Regions from separate parts of the Hordeum vulgare genome. Here region 2 is linked to region 1. The links are chromatin contacts, called in public Hi-C maps. All regions are on one chromosome and are shown on one strand. Each heading gives the region's core, a stretch centred on a gene start, on an enhancer-like site or on the middle of the called end of the contact. The rest is flanking DNA. Distances are from core to core; before and after follow the strand shown.

Region 1 (7,055 bases), core at 2,547-5,046:
TTACATTGATTATATTTTTCTACAACATCTTTTTACATATAAAATAAAACGAAATTTAAGGAACGTAAAATTACAATGCATTAATGACAAATACACACACATATATATAGTAACACTATTCATCATCCAAGATTCAGAATAAGTTATTTTCATCCGAGGTAATTTTACGATTATTTCATACATAAATTACATATGATATGCAAATAGTTATATACATATTGATTCACAACGTAAAAATGAACTTATAAAACAAAATTATGGGTTACAAGACTTTTTTTTATGTACATTTTACACTATAATTTTACGTTCATAAATATACGTAACATAAAATATTTTCTTACGTTTCCTTTTTATGTGTGAAATAAGATAAAATTATAGTAAAATGTAAAAATACGATGCATTGATATTAAAATATGTGTGAACTATATATATAGGGTCGCGCTATTCGTCACCCTGGGTGAGGAATAGTTATTTCTTACCCCACCCCATCTTCCACGGTCAAAAGGTAAGAAAGAAAACTAAGTGAGGTAAGATTACGACATGATAAAAAGGAAAGGTAAGATTATGGCCTCAAAAAAAGGAAATCCTCTCTTCCGTGAAGGAAATGACAGCCGCAAAATTACCTCATGCATGTGAAAAAATTACGTCCTGACCAGGATGAGGAATAACTTGTTCCTCACCCTGGATGTTTAATAGAGTAACTATATATATATATATATATATATGTGTGTGTGTGTGTGTGTGTGTGTGTGTGTAAAAACTCTATTCATCATTCAAGGTGCAAAATAACTTATTTCTCACCCAAGATAATCTTATGATTATTTCATAAATAATTTACGTCTGAATTGCAAATGGTTACATTTCTATTGTCCCGGTACGTAAAATTTGACATAAAAAACAAAAATATAGGTCAAAAGATCAGAAAAATCGCATTTTATGTATAATTTACACCATGATGTTCTGTTTGTAATTTTATGCCACGTAAAATATTTTTTACGATGATTTTTTTTCTTACGGTCTCTTTTCATGTATGAGATAAGATTAAAATTTACAAAACGTAAAATTACGATGCATTGGTGTGAAAATAGAGATGAGTGAAGAATAACTAGTCCTCACACAGGGTGACGAATACCACGACCATGAACAATTTCAGAAAACTTGAACTTTTTTTGCAAATTGTGATAAACGGAGACATTCTGAGAATTTTTAGAAATTTGACAACAAACTTTTATACTGGAACATTTTTTGAAACTCCAGAAAAAAAGTAAAAAGAACCTTTTGAAAAAATTGTGAATGCTTGTTTGAAAACTGAAATGTTTTTTTCACATTCTGAACATTTTTCGAAACTTGTGAAATCTAAAACCAAAACATTCCAATTTCTTTTTGAAAAACAAGATCAATTTTTGAAATCCTGAACATTTTTTATGTAATAAAAATGTTTGAAAACGTGATCATTTTTTATATTTTTGAACATTTGAAAGAAACACAAACATGCTTTAAAATTAAAAAAAAATTAAAACCAAGAACATTTTTAAAAAATTATGAACATTTTGGGAAAATGGCTAACAATGTTTTAAAACAAGAACATTTTTTGCAAACGTAAATATTTTTTGAAATCCCGAAAAAAATGAAAATATGAATAATTTTGATAAGGAAAACATTTTTAGACATTTATGAATAATTGTTAAAATAACCCAAACATAAAAACAAACAATTGGAAAAGGAAAAAATGAAAACAAAAAATGAAAGAGAAAGAAACAGAAAAGAATAAAAAAAGAAACCGGTTTTGGAACCTCCTAGAAGATTCCAAAACCGGAAAAAACTATCTGGAAATGTTAGGAAAACCGGAATCGCTGCAATCATTAACGGGCCGACCCAGATCACGTCGTTCGCTCGTGAAACCTGTGAGGAGCCTCGACACCTTCACGCGACACTTTCCAAAAAGAAACATGCAGAAAGAAGCGAAATTATTAATGGAGGTGTACTCCTTTTAAGGATCACTCTCACCTTCCTTGTTTAGGACAAGTGGTGCATTCCATATGCCACTTGTTGCAATCACAGAGTTTTCCCTTTTTTTCATAGATCTGTATTTCCAAAACATTTTATCTCTTAAATTATGCGTCCAAATATCGTACCATTTTCACCGTTTGGTTCCTTGCAAAGAGATCTTCAAAACTAAAACCCCATGTTGATAGGTTTTGACGATTTTTTTCACATAGAGAAACGGATAAAAATACGAACGAAAAAACCGTGCCTCTTGCGATAGAATAAAAATAGAAAACATATTTTTTTTCGTTTCAAGAGGCACGCTCACGGAAGCAAAATCGTGTCTCTCGTAAAAAAAAATATTTTTTTCATTTCCGAGAGGCACGACCGTGCCTCTCGTGAAAAAACAAACAGAAAACACGTTTTTTTCATTTTCAAAAGGTACGGCCGTGCCTCTCACGAACACAAAAACTTACCTCTCAGGAAGCAAAACCATGCCTCTCGCAAATAAAAACATGTTTTTTGTTTTCGATAGGCACTTACATGCCTCTCGCGAAAGAATACCATGCATTTCGCAAAAAAACCAAAAAACACGTTTTTCTTGCAAAAATAAAATTACTTATTTTTCTTCAAAAAGCTAAAAAGACCGATAAAAAATTGAAACATAAAAATAACCCCCCAAAAAGATCTAAAAATCTGAAAACTCGTGCGGAAAAAAATTCAAGAAAACGCAAAGTACGACACGTGACGACGAATGAGAACTTGTTAAGTGACGACGCGTGAGAGTGATTGTTGGGAGGCTTTTGAAGGAGTGCTCGCTAAGGGCATGTACAATGATGACATAAGGATACAGATGCTCTATGACAAAAAGTAACTTGAGACATCTATATTGATTTATTTTCTCCAATACAAGTTACTATTGATGGACCTTATCAAAGAATAGAAATAAAGACTATTACAAATGCAACTCTATTTTTCATTCTATTTTTTTTTAGTTTTTTGCATCGGACTATATTTTTTTTAAACACCCGCCTCTCGTAAAAAATATTGTTTCCTTTAATCAAACCTATTTTTTCTAACATTCGATTTTACATGACATACGAGGCATCATTCTAAGGCTATGGGTTGTACATGTCCTAACTAGTTGCTTTTGGAAAGAAAGTGATTGGAATTGCTTAGTATCCAACATGCTGCCTAAAAAAAGCATCGAACGTGGTTTCCGCACGAGCACATTAGTTTTTGCCAAAAGTTGAAGGTGATCTCACATGCAGAAAGAAGGCGAGAAAAGGTGAAGGACCCATAAAGTGGCATATTCGGTGCATGAAAAGGGAGAACTTTCAGAAAACCATCGCCCACATTCTCTGTAGCGGAGAGAAATATGATCACTCTTAACCCTGTGCCAGTGTTGTGTTGTGGTGTGGTGTCATTCTGTCTCTTCCGAGAAAACAAGGTCAAGGACAGCATTGTGATGTACGGCGCCTCAAGTTGCATATTCCGACCTTGATACGCGCGCTGTCGCAGCCAGATGTTTCACAGACCATAATAAGAGGCCCATAATAATGTGGAGACAGGCACATGTTTGTCCAGTACTGACGTACAACTCGTTTTCACGTCACGCTCCTGATGGATCCTTGGAGCTAGCAAAGCGCCTGCAAACAGGTTCCTCACAAAATGTATCTGTTGGATGATGTCGCAGCATGTACTACCCACATCCTATCATCAAGCTGTACATGTTGTACCACAAGGAAGGGTGGCTAGCAGGCTGGCCACTCGCGATGAATTTTGTACCGTGGCCCATCACGGATTGCTAATTTCGTTTGTGCCTCTCCGCACTTAGAAAAATTCAAGAGGGGGTAATGATGGGGGAGCAGTGAGGAGACCATGAAAGCTACCCTTGTTGCTGTGGTTGGATTTGGAGGATTTGCTTTTGACTATGACATGGTCGATGGTGCATTAGTTTTCTAATGGATAAACATGCGGATGGAGATGTCTCATCACATATATATACACCAGAATTAAGGAATACGTATATTCCCCGGCTTCACAGCCATTGGAGACCGGGGCTGTAGCAAAGCCCAAAGCACTATTAGAGCGTCTACACCGATCCCTCAAATCCGGACCCTCCAACGCCGGCAGGTGCATCCGGGCGCGTCCACGAACACTGATCAGTCATGTTTTAAATAATTAATTTTGAGAAAATATAACGCCCATACGTTTGGACGTTTGCGGCTAGACCACACGCATGGATCGGCGTCCGTTTGTAATTGCACGAATTTTGGTAAGTTTTGTCAGATTTTTTATGATAAGACTGGGCTGGTGTGTGGTTATTTAATGTAACGTCCAAGATGCAGTCCTATCGTTATTTTGGCGCGAGCGCCTCGACAGGGATAGAAACACATCTTCTCGTTTTGCAAGAATGGATATTGTTACAAGTACATGTACTGAAAAGATGAGTATAAGGAATTGGCTTACATTCGCCACAAGCTACATCGGAGTCATACTAATACAACAACATAATCAATCATCCTGAAGAAGAGCAGGGTCCGTCTACGAACGAAAACAAAAACAAAACGATAAAAGAACGACGTCCATCCTTGCTATCCCAGTCTGCCGGCCTGAAACCCATCCTAAATCGATGATGAAGAAGAAGAAACTCCAAATAGCACAATCAGTGTGCTCACGTCAAAGTAACTCTTGACATGTATCTGCAACTGGTGTTGTAGTAATCTATGAGCCACAGGGGACTCAACAATCTCATTTCCAAAGGTATCAAGACTAGCAAAAATTAATGGGTGAGGTAAGGTTAAGTGGTGAGGCTGCAGCAAGCGACTAAGCATTTATATGAGGTGGCTAACTTATGAGTACAAAAATAAGAGGGGGAAGATCTATGCATAATCGAACGTGAATTACTTACGTTAGACATAACCCCACCGTGCCTTCGATCGGAGAATGAGTTCACGAAAGAGACAGTCACGGTTACGCACTCAGTTGACAAGTTTTAATTAAGTTAACGTCAAGCTATCTAGAACCGAATGTTAAACAAAGTTTCCCCGTTACCACATAACCGCGGGCACGACTTTCCGAAAGATTTAATCCTGCAGGGGTGCTTCAACTAGTACATCACAAAATGCCACACGTTGCATAGAAACCCTCGACCATGAATCTCGTCATCTCCTCAGATCCCTTAGTGGAAAACCTGAACTCTGAGATAGCCCAAAGCATCATCGGAATCCCGGTGCACAAGATGCTCGAGAAAGGTAAAACAAGTCCAACAAGGCCGTCCAGCGTGTGGACGATCCCGATAGGAGCCGCATATCTCGTTCTCAAGACACGATGGATAAGCACAACACACGGTGGCCTGATAGAAATCTTCCAAGTTGCCCCGGGTTGGACCCGCAAACGGCTCTAGTTTCGACCAACACCAACAGCACTGCCCCCCTATATTATGTTGAATTACTCCTCGGGTTCATGACACCCTATGTTTTCAGTATTATCAGAATTATGTTGGGCAAATATAGTATCAATGTTGGGCCTTGCCAGACGAACTTTATCCCAAAACAAAAATCTAGGGGGTCCTCATAACAACCCCAAGCATGTTAGGAGCGCTCATTTATGGAACATAACACCGGTAGCCAAAACTAAGGCGGCAAAGGTGAAACAAAGCACCAGGCTAGAAGGCCGAGCCTTCCACCTTTTACCAAATATATAGGTGCATTAAATTAAATAACATTAATAAGGTGATATAACAAGGAACCCATGTTATCATATGGAAGCAACTTCACCTGCAACTAGCAACACTATCCATTGGTTAAGCAAGCGGTAACATAGCCAATCAGTGGTTTGCTAGGTTATAGAAGGTTGAAGGTTTCATGGCAATGTCGAGAGGCTAATATTTAACAGGTGGTAGGCAACGAGACATATCGAAAGAAGCGAGAAAACTAGCATGGCAATGATAGTAATGGTATCTAGGGAAATGATCATCTTGCCTGTGATCCCGCTTGGAAGAAGAACGACTTCGTGAAGCACACGAACCGACGTAGTCGAACGGATCCTCACATTCCGACACGCTTGCAGAACACTATCGAGATGAAACAAACCGGAAACAAACCGGAAACAAGAACCAACACACGATATTCACCACAGCACATGCACGACATGATGCACACCCTAATATGATGCATGAACAGTTAAATTATGCAAGGCATGGCATGTCAATTCACATCACACAAACACTACACATTAAGTGAAGCTCAATATGCAATGAGTTGCATATTGATGAAACTCCACATTTAATTATTTAGTTCAATATTAAAATGTTTTTACATGGCAAGGGGTGAAGCACAAATAATCTACCTATCTAGTCATTTTAAATGAGGCCGGAAACGACATATAGCATCTCCGAACTAACCCCACACGTTAACTTTGTAATCTGTCCAGATTTTCCCTAATCATATCTTTATGTTTGTTAAACGGCAAAACAAAGTGGTTCACGTGATTCTACTCATCGTTCTAGTCCATTTACATATATGTCTCATTGATGTCTACTGCGCAACCTTCTCCTTGTAGACGTTGTTGGGCCTCCAAGTGCAGAGGGTTGTAGGACAGTAGCAATTTTCCCTCAAGTGGGTGACCTAAGGTTTATCAATCCGCGGGAGGCGTAGGATGAAGATGGTCTCTCTCAAACAACCCTGCAACCAAATAACAAAGAGTCTCTTGTGTCCCCAACACACCTAATACAATGGTAAGTTGTATAGGTTCACTAGCTCGGCAAAGAGATGGTGATACAAGTGCAATATGGATGGTAGATATAGGTTTTTGTAATCTGAAATTACAAAAACAGCAAGGTAACAAATGGTAAAAGTGAGCACGAACGGTATTGCAATGCATGGAAACGAGGCCTAGGGTTCATACTTTCACTAGTGAAGTTCTCTCAACAATGATAACATAATTGGATCATATAACTAGCCCTAAACATGTAACAAAGAGTCACTCCAAAGTCACTAATAGCGGGGAACAAACGAAGAGATTATTGTCGGGTACGAAACCACCACAAAGTTATTCTTTCTGAT
Region 2 (7,055 bases), core at 1,412-3,911, 320 kb after region 1:
TATGCGCTTTTCTATGAGTTGCCCAACGGTAATTTGTTTACCCACCGTATGCCTTCTTCGAGAGAGATGCTACTAAAGAAAACTATGGCCCCGGGCCTATTCACTTATATATTTACAAAGCTACTATTCCCTTGCTGCCATTGTTTACTTTTCATTTATTTTCCATTTATATTTATCCAACTATCATCTACACTACTCATTTGCTTACAAGTAACGAGTCCAAGGGGATTGACAACCCTCTTGCCCGCGTTTGGTGCAAGTGTTTGCTATTTTGTGCGTAGGCGCTAAAGACGGGGGTAGTTTGATACTCCTATTGGTTCGATAACCTTGGTTCTCACCGAGGAAAATACTTATCCATACAGTGTTGCATCATCCACTCTTCTCCGCGGAAAAATCCAACACAGATCACAAGTACCGGTATGCATCCTATGGGAGACCACCGACATCAATGACACAGAAATAAGGAAAAAATCACAATTGGAACACCTCCTTCTAACCAAGTTGCATGCGAGATTCCAGTTCCCCGACTGGAATGACACGCTCAAGTCGTGAAAAGATGATGTCATGGAAAAATTAAACACCAAAGTCGTTGTCAAGTTCAGGAACGCATTGAGCGCCTGGAAATCTAGGGTGAAAAGAGTAGTTTAAGTAGATCATTCATCCTACGCCGAGATTTTGAGGATAAACTGACAATTACAGGAGCGGACTACGAAAAATTCAAGCAGACATGCGCTATCGAAGAAACCAAGGCCAAGTCAAAGAGAATGAAGGATCTTTAGGGCAAGAACTTGTCGAACCACCACCTTGGAAGTCGTGATTACACGGGAAAGAGGCCCATGTGGGCTAAGGGAGAGATGAAAGACAAAATTAGTGAGTTGATGAAGACAAAGAAGGAGTTGGAGGAGAAGAGGAAACAAGGGAAGTTGGAGTTGGAGGAGGAAGAGAAGATGACACAAAATGGTAACACAATGCACACAAGTAAAAGGTGCAAGGAAGAGATGGATACATGTATGCTTCAACTTGAGGAGTATCGACTAATGCAAGAGATAACGTGGCAAAGAACCAATTCATGATGATGGATCCAAGCGCATTGTATGAAACATCAAGATTGTTGGCAGAGCTTGTGAGCGGAGATCATGGCCTCTAGGATGCCACGTAGCGCCAATGCACCGGAGGAGGGGGCGGTACACAAATGTGAGAAGGTAGCTTTGTCGTCGACATGTGATTTGTATATGCCATGTGAATTTCTTCATGATCCTTCATCTTTTCTTCACACATTTTGAGCCAAAGATGATAGCTTTTGATTGAACTTCATGTTATGTTTATATTTAATTTGATTCTTGAAGAATGTGGTATGGTTTGAAATCTTGCTGAATGGCGAAGGATTAAATCACGTGAGCTTGAGAATCAAGAGTGTATATGCACAAATATAAGAGAATATGAGAGACAATTATGGAGGCTGCACAAATATGGTGACTCTGAGTTTGTACAAACTCTTCGCAACCAACAAAGTCTTGTGAAGGAGACTCCAGCCCATTGTAGAGGTTGCCGATACAACGACTTTGTTAGAGTTACGCTTAAACCATGAAACCACCGTTCATCCAGAATAATGTGTTTCAGTCATCAAGCCACCTGTCAAAGTGGAAAGCATGAATTACGCTATTGCGCGACAAATTCATATATGTGTATGCAAACATTGCTTTGAGCACATGGATGAGGAACATTAATGGGAAACAGGAAAAACACACGAATAGGAAATATGCAGAAATTTACTAGACATATTTTCACAAAATAGAAGACTATGAAATGCACAAAAACTGCATGCATGTAGAGTAGATGTTTTGATGAAATAAAGAAGTACATTTCAATCTACTTGAACGAGCATACAAAAGAGATCACTCGGAACATTTGTGTGACGTCTTGTTTCACCCGGATTCTTCATCCTTTGGCCTCCCAACTTTCATCCCATCCTTACCTCACCTTTGGTTGCGACCCCACGTCAAACCACGTTGTTCCTACATTCGATGGGGTAGCTATCTAATTCAAGCAACAATTGAAGAAAAAAGACCCCTGCCCGGATGGATAAAATTTGTTCCCTGCATACATCGAGGTAGCTATCTAATCCGACCAACGGTCAAAGCTAAAAACCCTCCCCACACCCACACCAGTCAAGTTTTCCTCACCTCTATCAATGAAACCACGAGAAGCCGTGTCGTCCCATCTTGACAAATTGCTCTGCAATAAAAGAACCCATATGATAACGTTAACACGTGTCGTATATCTGCACTTTGCCCACACGCATTGATCTTCATATGTTATATTTTGCGTGATGTCACGCATAATATGTGGACGGATATCAAATATACCACATGTGTGATGAATATCAAACCCCTAAAAGATTGATCTTAGCGGACGGCAATTTTTCATGAAATCACGAAAATCACATGAAAAATAAAAAAGGAAGCGTGCGGCAAGTCGTGATAAGCCATTCCAAACCAATCAACAGTAAGAAACAATATAGAAAAGAAACCCGATCGGACGCCAATTGTATTGTGAAATCGAGAAAATCACGTGAAAAATAGAAAAGGAAGCGTGCCTCCAAACCAATGAACAGTAAGAAACAATATAGAAAAGAAACCCAGATCCTATACAGTGCAACCAATTGGACGTTCTCTTCTCCCTCATGGTTCAGTTTCAATCCAATCCTGCGTGACAGCTCGCACCAGCTTCACTCTCCAGCTCCTCCCCCTTTTCCAGGACCCCCAAAATATCATTCTCCTACCCTCCAATCCATCCATGCTCCTCTTCTCTTCTGACCTGATCTGCTTATTTTATTAGGTCTTGACCCTTGACTTGCCTAATCTAATCCTCCATGCATGCAATTGCCAAAGCAAAGAAAAAGCAGCCACGCACACCCTGTCACCACTCGCTCCCAGCTCCCGGCCTCCCACTAGCCACTGGCACTGGCGCTCCTTCCCTCCTGCAACCCATCAGTCCTCACTCATCTCTTTCCACACCGTCTGTAGGAGAGCAGTAGGGAGTACCGCTCCTAATAATTGATCCTTCGCTCTCCATTCCCTCGTTGATTTGTTGTTACTCTAAAGATCACCACCAACCACCCTCCCCCTCCCCCAAACCCTCCTCCCAACCACAATCCAATCTTTTATCAAGAACAAATTAACCATCCCGCACCCTTCACCCCCCAAACAATCGTCTAATCTTTGGTCTCTGCTTCCACATTGCTCCCAAATCCACCGTCTTGGGCCCTGCCGCCCCTCGAATCCACCCTTCTTCGTCACTCCATCCTGTCCTAAATTCCCCTCCTCCCCCCAAAAGCCCCAGCGTTTCCCACTGCAACATCCTCTGCGAAACCCAATCTTGGCCGCCTGGATTGCCCGCCCATTCATTCATTCTCTGCGGGAATCCAGCCTTGCTTTCTGCGCCCAATTCTCTGCACGAACCCAAGCTTTAGCTGGCTGCTCTGTTCCAAACCCGATCTTTCTTTAGCACCGAATTCTGCTCGAAAGCCAGACCAGAGTGGTTGCGGAGATCCGCCATTCCTGGTTGAGCCAGCGAGCGAGCTTTGCCGCCGCGGTCCGATGTCGGACTCGGACCAGAGCACCGTCGTCTTCGGCCTCCACCTCTGGGAGCTCGTTGGCATCGGCGTCGGCGCCGCCTTCGTGCTCCTCCTCGTCCTCCTCTCCCTCCTCTGCCTTCTCGCCAACCGCCGTCGCCGCCGACGCCGCGCCCCCGCCGCCCCCGTCCTCCACCTCGCCACCGTCGCGCCCAGTGCCCATCCCAAGAACCCCACCAAACCGCCCAAGGACATCCAAGAGGTGCCCTCTCGCGGCGCGGCGGCGGGGGCCCCCGCCGCCGCGCCCAAGGTGCCGCTCGCTCAGATTCTCCAGGCGTCCCCGCAGGAGTCCATCCAGATCGAGACCGGTAAGGAGCACCGCATCACGTTCCCGGAGCAGCCGCCGCCCCACCATCAGCGTAGCGGGGGCCCGTCGTCGCGCGGGGCCAGCGGCGAGAGCCGCGGAGGTGGCTCGGAGCCGGGTGTGCCCGAGGTCTCACACCTGGGGTGGGGCCACTGGTACACTCTCAAGGAGCTCGAGGCTGCCACGGCAATGTTCGCCGACGAGAAGGTGATTGGCGAGGGCGGCTACGGCATCGTATACCACGGCATTCTCGAGGACGGCACACAGGTCGCCGTCAAGAATTTGCTGAATAACAGGTAACAGCGCTTCCCGTGAACTCAAGTATAGCCAAATTTAGGACCTTGTTTCTGATTGGCGTATAATTGATTTGAGTTTAAGCAAGATGTATAATTTGATGGGTGCACGGGGTCACTGAAACTGACTTGAGATATTGACAATTCAGATGGTGACAATGTGCAAGAACCTGATAAAAAAAATGACAAGTCATTATCCAAGTCTACCATTTCCTTCTGGTTAGCATGCTTAGCGTGGAAGCTGCCATTTGAGAGGCTGAAATGTGTGATTTGTGTAACGTGTGGTTTTTGTGTTGCTGAATTTAGTAATATACTTGGTTTGTTAGGGGGCAGGCTGAGAGGGAATTCAAGGTTGAGGTCGAAGCAATCGGGCGGGTGCGGCACAAGAACCTCGTGCGGCTGCTTGGATACTGTGCTGAGGGCAACCAAAGGTACATCCTTGAGTGATAAGTTGAGCTGCTGTATTCCACAAATGAGGTGCCTTGTAACATAAAATGTGTTGTATATGAATTATTTTCAGGATGCTTGTGTATGAGTTTGTCAATAATGGAACTTTGGAGCAATGGATTCATGGTGATGTTGGTCCTGTGAGCCCTCTTACATGGGACATAAGAATGAAGATTATTCTCGGATCAGCAAAAGGGTAAGTGCATGTGAGTTACTGATGATCTAAAAGTATATTTGCCACTACTTAATACTTACACAGTTACCTAGTTGTGCAGTTTAATGTATTTGCACGAGGGACTTGAGCCAAAGGTGGTTCACCGTGATGTCAAGTCAAGCAATATCCTACTTGACAAGCATTGGAACGCTAAGCTTTCTGATTTTGGGCTAGCAAAGCTTTTGGGCTCCGAGAGGAGTTATGTCACGACCAGGGTCATGGGGACATTTGGGTAAGTATGATACTTATGAAAACATCGCCACGTAAGATAAACATGAACATAGTTGCTTATGTATCTCTTGTTATTGCAGGTATGTTGCTCCAGAGTATGCAGGCACCGGCATGCTGAATGAAACTAGTGATGTCTATAGTTTTGGGATTCTTATTATGGAAATAATATCTGGTAGGGTACCAGTAGATTACAACAGGCCACCTGGAGAGGTTAGTAGGCTGTGCCTCCTTGTAGCCAGTGCTAAATTAAGCACTCGTGAAATGCATTTATAAATTCTGCAGATTACTCTTTCAGGTTAATCTCGTTGAATGGCTGAAGACGATGGTCAGCAGCCGAAATTCAGAGGGGGTTTTGGATCCCAAGATGACCGAGAAGCCTACTTCAAGGGCACTGAAAAAGGCTTTGCTGGTGGCTCTGCGATGTGTAGACCCTGAAGCTCGCAAGAGGCCAAAGATTGGCCATGTGATTCACATGCTTGAAGTTGATGATTTCCCCTACAGAGATGTAAGTCAATATGGCATGGCAACTTTTAATCTTCATTTTAACAAAGTACCTGTCATTTAATAACATTTATCTCAAGAATAATTTTGCAATTTATTTATTACCCCCTTATTATTTTTCCTGTTGCCGGGGAAAGGACATCAAGATGAACACCTCGAGTATCATACATTCTTTTACTTTAGATCATTAGACCATACATTTTCTTTTGCCTATTGCTGAAGGGGCTCCCTTTTGGTCATTGTCATGGCGGGTTGATACTTTTTGTCTTTGTTACATGAAATATTTTTTCTTTGTTACACGAAATATGAATTTCAGCATCTTCTTTCCAGTTTGAATCTGTTAAGGTTTAAGATGTGTGTAAATGAAGCCAGCCATTTGCCTTTTAATATCCAAATAACAACTTTTCCCCCTCATAATTAGTTCAAATTGTATTTAAGAAGAGTTTATACAGTAAAAAAATGTGTTTATTTATAGTGATACGTTTTGTTACTCTTATTGCCAGGACCGCCGAGCTGGCAGAGCTCCAGGTCAAGCCAAATTGACGGAAACAACTTCGGGTGAACCTGGTGATAGTAGCGGGAACGACACACCAAGAGACACACCAAAAGGTCAATCAAAAGCCGACAATTCAAGGTGGAGAAATCAAGAGACCTAGCTATCATGCAAACGGGCCTTTGTGGATGATCAAGGAAGAAGCTGTAGACTTACAAACAAGCTCGTTTGCTGCTCCATGGGTCGAGCCGGGTGCGGAAGGCATCTATGGAGAGATCGTGATAGCATCTGTACATTACTGGATTAATTATGCTAGGCATAGGGATTTTTTGGTTGGTTTCGTGGGATCGTGTTTATGTAAAAGATATACCTCCGTATGATAAAGACGCTATACTTGCCGGGGTAAAGCTGAGCGTCGCTTATGGCCGACCTCCTGGTTGGTGGCGCCTTGCTGCCGAGCTTATGATTCCTTCTCCCTTTTCTTGCCTGGGATTCATTTCCTATATACTTTACTGGCTTTCACATAGAATGTGATGGTTCAGTTCTTCAGGCTGGATACTCAGATTGACAGCCAGGGATTGCATGGCATGGTACTCTACTAGTATCATATAATTGCTGCTTCAACCTGGAGGAGGAAAAGGAGAGGTTGATTGTGGCATGGGCTAACCTGCCTGGCATTGTTTAGCAAAGTAGTAGTATTCACAGCTGACGACATTATCATTATTCAGCCATGCTTTGACAGTGAAGCCAGCTTGGCCTGATAACTGGCAACCAATTGCACACTCACTCAGGTTTTCAAAGGAGCACTGTCGGTTTCAGTGACCAAACGGAGCCGTGTGGTGCGTGCACAGAAAAAGGCAGGGTTCAGGTGGCAATCATGGACGGAATTTGAGGTGGATAGGTGATCCAGGCTAGATACAAAACAAGGTTGATGATTA

What was found. Hi-C and Micro-C count contacts between places; a contact is called where the count stands out from the background.
Region 2: a contact with region 1 is called in a Hi-C map of seedling, with 4 times the contacts expected there. The contact joins the promoter of LOC123426729 here to the enhancer-like site in region 1. A contact is called at or near these places in 2 of 6 Hi-C or Micro-C datasets (leaf and seedling).

What each region holds. Positions count from the first base shown.
Region 1 is chr2H:475,751,180-475,758,234 of MorexV3_pseudomolecules_assembly, forward strand. No RefSeq gene overlaps it. Among protein-coding and RNA genes, the nearest start is that of LOC123426726, 16 kb to the left of the region's middle. Within about 2 kb of position 3,797, at least 3 of the 3 cell types and tissues checked have open chromatin away from gene starts, as enhancers often do. A contact at or near this core is called in leaf and seedling, where this site is marked.
Region 2 is chr2H:476,068,052-476,075,106 of MorexV3_pseudomolecules_assembly, forward strand. LOC123426729 (probable serine/threonine-protein kinase At1g01540) reads left to right here and starts at 2,662. Exons shown (of 7, transcript XM_045110603.1): 1 at 2,662-4,234; 2 at 4,558-4,662; 3 at 4,752-4,874; 4 at 4,954-5,124; 5 at 5,204-5,333; 6 at 5,419-5,628; 7 at 6,128-6,600. The coding sequence starts at 3,600. The coding sequence ends at 6,280.